Regions from separate parts of the Mus musculus genome. Here region 1 is linked to region 2. Evidence: chromatin contacts called from public Hi-C data. All regions are on one chromosome and are shown on one strand. Each heading gives the region's core, a stretch centred on a gene start, on an enhancer-like site or on the middle of the called end of the contact. The rest is flanking DNA. Distances are from core to core; before and after follow the strand shown.

Region 1 (3,200 bases), core at 69-2,568, 110 kb before region 2:
TCTAGAATCTGGGAGTTCCAGGGAGAAGGCAGCAGAGTGGCAGTAGGTGGCCCTTGCCTCCCGCTGAAGCCCTTAGACATCACCAGTGTGCACAACAGAGCAGCACATGTGTGTGCATGTGTGTGTATGCCTGGATCCATGCCAGCGACTGGGCATTGGAGGGTCTAGGGAAGGCGGGGCTACAGGGACTCCTGCTTGAACTGAGCCTGCCTAAATGCCTAGGTAGCTTGTCTAGATCCAGAGCCAGGTAATTGTGGCCTCTGTGTTAGCTGGGCAGGGGAGGCAGTGAGGGGTTGGGGGGCACTGACAGCCATCAGGAGGACTGGGTCCCCTCAGGACCCCTTTCCCTGCTGGTCCCAGATCCCTGAGGCACTGATCTACTGAGTAGCCTCTGCTTGCCCTTCTTGCCACGATTAACCCACTCTTGTCGAGTTCTCTGAAATTTTTAGCCATTTCTCAATGGGCTGTCCACTCCCACGGTGAGCCTGGGAAGGTTCTATGCCTGGAAAGGCAGTTGCATTTCATGCATCTCCCCTGATCTCTGGGGTACCTGCCAACCTCCCTTCGACAAGGGCAGGACCACGTGTGGTCTTCCTGGATTTCCACCATGTGGTCTGGTGGATGGGACAGTCTTCGCACCAAAGATGTCTTGACTCTGTCCCTGCCCACTAGCCACCTTACCCTCTAACTACTCAACCTGGGTGGGGGCTCCCCAGGATTGAGGAGGAGCAGGCGGGGAAGAGTCTTTGTGCCATGGTCCCCCATGCCCCTCCTGCTGGAGGAGGGGTGTCTCCCTCAGGGGTTGGTGGAGGAGGGGCTCTTGGGCATCCCTGGGCCTGGGGCAGGGCCCAGATGTCTGCAGCTCCTCCCATGTCTTTGATGGTGTGTTCAACACTCAGACTGTTGTAAACTCTCGTTTTGTATGAGCAAAATTGTCTTTACTAAACAAATTTAATAGTTGAAAGTTTTTCATTCTTTTTCTTCCTGAGGCTTGGGCCCTTGACCGTTTACTTGTGTTCTCCCAGCCTGTGTGTGGAGAGTGTTTCCTGTGACGGGTGGCAGAGCCCTGTGCCCCGAGAAGGGAGAAGAGAGCCTCCTGGCTACATCAGCATGGGAATAGCCCCTCGTAGACGAGGGCTTGTGTCAATAAGCACGTCTCCTTTGGAGCCAGGAAAACAGGGTGGCGTATTATCTTAGAGTCCAGAAGGGGGCAGTACAGGCCAGGCAGAAACAAAAGTGCTTTGAGTGAGCTAGTCTCCTCAGAAAGCCTGTGATAGCTGAATCTCCCTGGCAGAGCCTAGAGCAGGAGCTGATTTGCTGACGCTGCCACTTCTGTCCCCAGGCAGGGGAGAAAGGCAGGGCAGCGTGGCTAGTTTCCAACCCAGAGCAGGAAGCACTGTGCCTACAACCTCACAGCTGTCCATTCAGACTAGAGCGCAGGACCAGGGGGCCTGGAGCACTCTGGCTTCTACCAGCCACCCACCCTAGTTATCAGGGATCCTCTCTCTGCTACTCAACCTGAGAACGGTCCCCTACCTGGAGCACTGTCGAATCACCCAGCGAGCACTCTTGCTTGTAAAGAACCCATTGTCTGCACTTACAAGGGAGTCAGAGCGATGGGTCCAGGGTGGGGGAGCAGTTGGGGCTGGTAGAAAGGAAGTTGTCAGAAGCTGCCGTCTAAGTGAGAAGCTTGAGAAGGTCCTTGTAGCTGTGACGTTACTTGCTGGTTACGTGGGAAAGAAGCCTGGTAGAGCCTCACTATCTCTGCAGGGCCACATCCTATTTTGCCAGCATTCCTTGGCCTGGGCCCCCGTCTCTCTTTGAAGCCAGCCATTCTGTCTCCCCTATTCTTGTTCTGGGACCACTCTTACACGGCCTGGAGGATTTCCTTGAGGACCAGTATGATGAGACTGGGCCAGCCTGGTAGCCCATGGCTCTTGCTCCCGATCGCAAACTCCTACTGCGGACAATGATATATGTACATACTGTTCCAGCAACAGAGTGCGTCCTTTGGGAACCAGTGTTCTGACACAGAGAACTGCCTTCCAGCTTCCTCATCTCAGAGCACCAGTATTAATCACCCCTGTATTTTGCTTCCTTTTCTCAGTCCAGCTTACAAGGTCTAGTACTGGCTTCCAAGGAAGATGACTGAAAAAAGGCTGAAGGGCTGGCCACGCCTCTGTCCCCCCCCCCAACTCCATCCACCCCTATGGGCTTCTGTCTCTAACTTGGGGGTGGTAAACATTTTCTTTTTGCTGTCATTTCCACGTGACAGCATTAGTGTAGGCACATCTACACAGACGGCCGTGGATACTGAAGAGGGTGTCTGATCCCCTGGATGCTGGAGTTACCGGGGACTTTGAACCACTTGGTGTGGGTGCTCTGGAATAGCAGGAGCTATTCCAGTCTGTCAGCTCCCATGACTGCTTGGTAGCCCTTCTTTCTCTAACCCAGCTAGCTTCTACTGAGCTGACTTGAACGGCATTGGGTGTGAGGTTGGGGTTGAATGGTCTGGGGATACTTGAAGAGGATGTCAAGGGGAATTCTTGACACCCTTGGGTGCTCACTGAGTGAAGTACTGGTGCTGGGTTGATCCCAGCGTAAGTCCTCTGAGGTATTGCTCCACTTTTCCTTTATCTATAAAGAGGTTCAGGCACAGGATGCACTTTGTCCAAGGCCACACAGCTGATTGGGTGTCTGTAGGTTTGATTTCCTGCATCTACTGTTAGGGCTTCTTCAGAGTGCACAGGAAGCCCCCTGGGTATAAGGGAAACACACTGGATTCTGTCCCTGTGAGGATAGACTAGTCCCTGTGGGTGTGGTGGGAGGTTCAGGAGACCACAGATTTAATGTCTTTTGTAGTACGCTGCCAGGGTAGCTTGGTATAAACATAGCTTCTCCTTCTAGGGACTGCTCCCCCAAGCAGGGGCCAGGGTCTAGGGTTGGCCTGTGTCTTGCTCCTCTGGTCTCTGCTGAGGGTTAAGTCTACCATCGGGTTAATTTAAGCAACTAGGGTTTTCTTTTGGCTGGGTTGGAGACAGGAAGACAGAGGGCTCTGAATGACGAGAGAGCAAGCAGGTATGTAAGCCCGAATGGGTAAGTTGTAGGTGGAGAGTTTGCGAAGTAGGAAGGAGGTTAGGGAAAGTGGCCACACCAGTGTGAACGTAGACAAACCACTGGGTCCTGTTATGTGTGGGGTT
Region 2 (3,354 bases), core at 299-2,798:
GGCTTCAGTAGGCATTCAGTAGCTTGTGCTACCCAGAGAGGAGGGAAGGCATGGGCTTAATTCCAGGGCTACACGATTGTGAGCCACAGTAGCTGACAGGCTCTCTCCACACGCATTATTTCATTAAATTCAAGATGCTGGACACAGTCTTCCAGATTCCAGGGTTCCCTTGTCTTGAATCCCACCAACGGCTCTGATTTTCCTTGATTTTCTCTCTTTTCTTATTCCAATACCTTCCAGTTATTCTCTCTTTTCTTCTACTCCTCTGTCTTCTTAGCTTAATAGCAGGAGTAGGTTCTACACCTACCGTGTGTGTGAGAGAGAGAAAGAGCGAGAGCAAGAGAGCTCTTTGATTAAACCCCATGCCAGAGTTACTTTGGGGAAGAAACTAGTTTTTAAAATAATATTCTTATCTATTCTTTGAAATGTTTGCTCATTTATATTTATTTATATTTATTATACCTTTTGGTCATCTCCCTCCATCGCTCCCTTTCTCCAGCTCCTCCTAGTGCCACTGCCTCACCTCATCTCCCTTCCAGCTTCATTGCCTCTCTTTCATTTTTTGTTTATTAATAACCTTCTGAGTTCAATTAGTGTTTCGAGTTCCATATGTGCACGGGAATGAGGCCATCCATAGTGGCGCAGGCAGCCTCAAAGAGAGAGAGTGTCTCCGAGAGAAAATAACTATCTGTGAGGACACAATTATACCTCGTCTTTCTGTCACATAAAACCCCGACCCCTGAAAAGCTTCCTGATGGAGAGTGGTAATAAGTAAGAAAGTGACTTGCCTAAAGGATCCTCTGGGCCCAGTATAAGGGCCGTAAGTTCTGTTCCCAGCTCTGCCACTAATTTCTTGAAGGAACTGCACTGCTCACTCTCATTTCTCTCTGCACCAATCAAGAACGAAGGGGACTTCCAAGGGACAAGATCAAGCAGAAAGAGATGACATGAAACAAACAACAAAAAACAAACAAATAAACAAAACTCCCAGTCTTTTGCCTATAGGAGAAAAAAGATTTGTCCCTAAGGAGTTAAGCAAAGTCATGCCGGTAAAAAAAAAAAGAGCCTGGCGTGTGGTAGGTCCTCCAGAGTTGTGTGAGGCATCAGAGAGATGACTTGTGTCAGAGCCAGAGGACCTGCAGAGTCTCAGGAAGTTGGCTGCTGACAAAGCCAGGCCATCCACACAGGGCTTTCCTGACTGTGCCTGCAGGGTACGGTTGGTACCTTGCCACAGCTCCTAGGAAAGTGGCCTAACTTGGATTTTTCACCATGAACACAAAATTGCAAGTAATTCTCATTTGCATGGTGATGGGAGTTTATTTTTCCCAGAAGCAATGTGTCAAAACTCAGGGGAAAAAAAGGAGGTATTTCTTAATAATGATTAATCAGTTGTTTAACAAAGCGGGGGTGGGGGGGGGAGAAAGAAATGAAAACAATTAAGAAAATGAAATACTAAAGAAATGGGGGGAGGGGAATCTCCTGAAGGTGGACCCACCCAGCAAACCTTGACAGCATTTCCTCTCATCCACCACATAAAAGTGAGCTGCAGTTTCTAAGTGGCAAAGAGCACAGGGAGAGAGGACTCTGCTGGAGCAGGAGACACCAGGAGAGGTGAGGCTGGCCTGGGCTATCCGGGGCTTCCCTGGGGTCATCCAGACTACAGGGGTTACCACTGTGCCTGACTTGGGTTGCCCAAGAGAACGAACAAGGTTTTTGTGGAATGTGGAAGCGTGCCACAGTGTGTGTGTGTGTGTGTGTGTGTGTGTGTGTGTGTGTGTGTGTGTGAATTTTCTTGTACCTTCTTTTTTTAACAAAAGGAAATGGAGAGAAGGAAGAGCAGAAAATAGAGTATGACGGAATTAAATAAACTATGGAATTTTCATTCCAGGAGCCTAACCTTTTGAGTATTAACTCTCTTTTTTAAATACAAAGTCCATTTCCTGGTTCGGTGGGACCTGGTCAGAAATGGGTTTCCATCTGGTGTGAAGCTGTGGTCTCCAGGGGAGGTAGTGATAGCTATGCTCGAAGAGGAGACATTGCTTTGTAAATAGGAGGCTTGGCCACAAGGAGGTGGGTATAGTGGCCAGCTGACCACGTCAGCTCTGGCAACCCATTTTATCCCCCTAATTCTTAGTTCCCTCCTTGGTGAGACACGGAGAGGAACAAACCTCGCCAGACACATGTGTAGGTGTCACCCGAAACAAGGTAACTGTGCAGAGGTTTTTAGGACAAGAGCTGCCTCCTGCTGTATCTGAATGGCCCAAGATGACCGGACTCTTTTAGAAGGAGCAAACTGGGGAGGGCGATGCCGCCTACCAACTTCCCTTGCCAGTGGGGTTTTATCTCCTTGTTTTGCCAGAGAATTAGAAAATCAATCTCTGCAGTCTAGGTGGACAGCTGACTTTCACCTTTGCAGAAGACATGAAGACACAGTGCGCGTCTACCTGGCTCCTGGGCATGACGTTGATTCTCTGCTCAGTTCATATCTACAGTCTTAGGAGATGTCTGATTTCTGTGGACATGCGCCTCATAGAAAAGAGTTTCCACGAGATCAAGAGAGCCATGGTGAGCATGGGTTGTCTGACCTTACATCTTAGAGCACAAGGCAAGTTCCTGCCAGTTCCTTGTTAGGGATCCTGAAAATGTAGAGGGTTCTCATTGATGTCTGTCCCGTTCTTCACAGCAAACTAAGGACACCTTTAAAAATGTCACCATCCTGTCCCTGGAGAACCTCAGGAGCATTAAGGTACCATTTGGTTTGTGTCTCTTGTGCTAAGAATCGACTCCCTGACCAGTACTCCCTTATGTTGTTGATTGAGCCTAGTCTTTAACAGCTGAGCCATCTCTCCAGGCCCCTAGTACTCTCTTAAATGTCCAGCCTTCTTTGTCATCTAAGCAGTTTGGGCACATCAGTATCCCAGTGACTTTGAAATCGTGGGCATGGCCAAAGAAGTGACTCTTCATCGGAGGGTAACAAGTTCCAAGTACTTCAACGGGGCAGAATTTCAGTGGCTTGGTGGTTGTTTTGGAAGATCCCGTGGGGAGAAACGAAATAAAGTGATTTCGTTTGGCTGAGGGGAGGGGTGTAGATAAACAGATAAAGGCTTAAGATACAGGGGAAGTGGATGTAATATCAGTGGAATCAGGCTGGTGTGACTCCAGGGACAGTGAGCAAGCGTGTTAGGATGCAAAGGACAGGCAGAATAGTAGGGCACTGAGAGAGACAGCCGCTTCTGGAACGAGGCCGAGCCTTGGCTTTCTGACAGGGACAACAGAGTGGCTGAGGGGTCTTTTGAGATTCAAGTTACATGACAGAACTAGTATAGAATGTATGGTAATGAGCTTTACAATGGC

What was found. A called contact is a pair of places that touch in the nucleus more often than the background predicts.
Region 1: a Hi-C map of the F1.1 cell line shows a contact between it and region 2, with 2.0 times the contacts expected there. The contact joins the enhancer-like site here to the promoter of Il19 in region 2. A contact is called at or near these places in 3 of 39 promoter capture datasets (cranial neural crest, embryonic stem cells and macrophages), 4 of 484 Hi-C or Micro-C datasets (the F1.1 cell line, embryonic stem cells and pre-B cells), 2 of 115 datasets of contacts at active chromatin or transcription factors (CD8 T cells and cardiomyocytes) and 2 of 9 other capture datasets (adipose tissue and liver).

What each region holds. Positions count from the first base shown.
Region 1 is chr1:131,051,464-131,054,663 of GRCm38.p6, reverse strand. It overlaps Mapkapk2 (MAP kinase-activated protein kinase 2), which reads left to right. Exons shown (of 10, transcript NM_008551.2): 10 at 1-964. Among named protein-coding and RNA genes, the nearest start is that of Il10, 33 kb to the right of the region's middle. Within about 2 kb of position 1,318, at least 56 of the 459 cell types and tissues checked have an H3K27ac peak or open chromatin away from gene starts, as enhancers often do.
Region 2 is chr1:130,938,309-130,941,662 of GRCm38.p6, reverse strand. It overlaps Il19 (interleukin 19), which reads left to right and starts at 1,548. Exons shown (of 6, transcript NM_001009940.2): 1 at 1,548-1,611; 2 at 2,385-2,565; 3 at 2,684-2,746. The coding sequence starts at 2,422.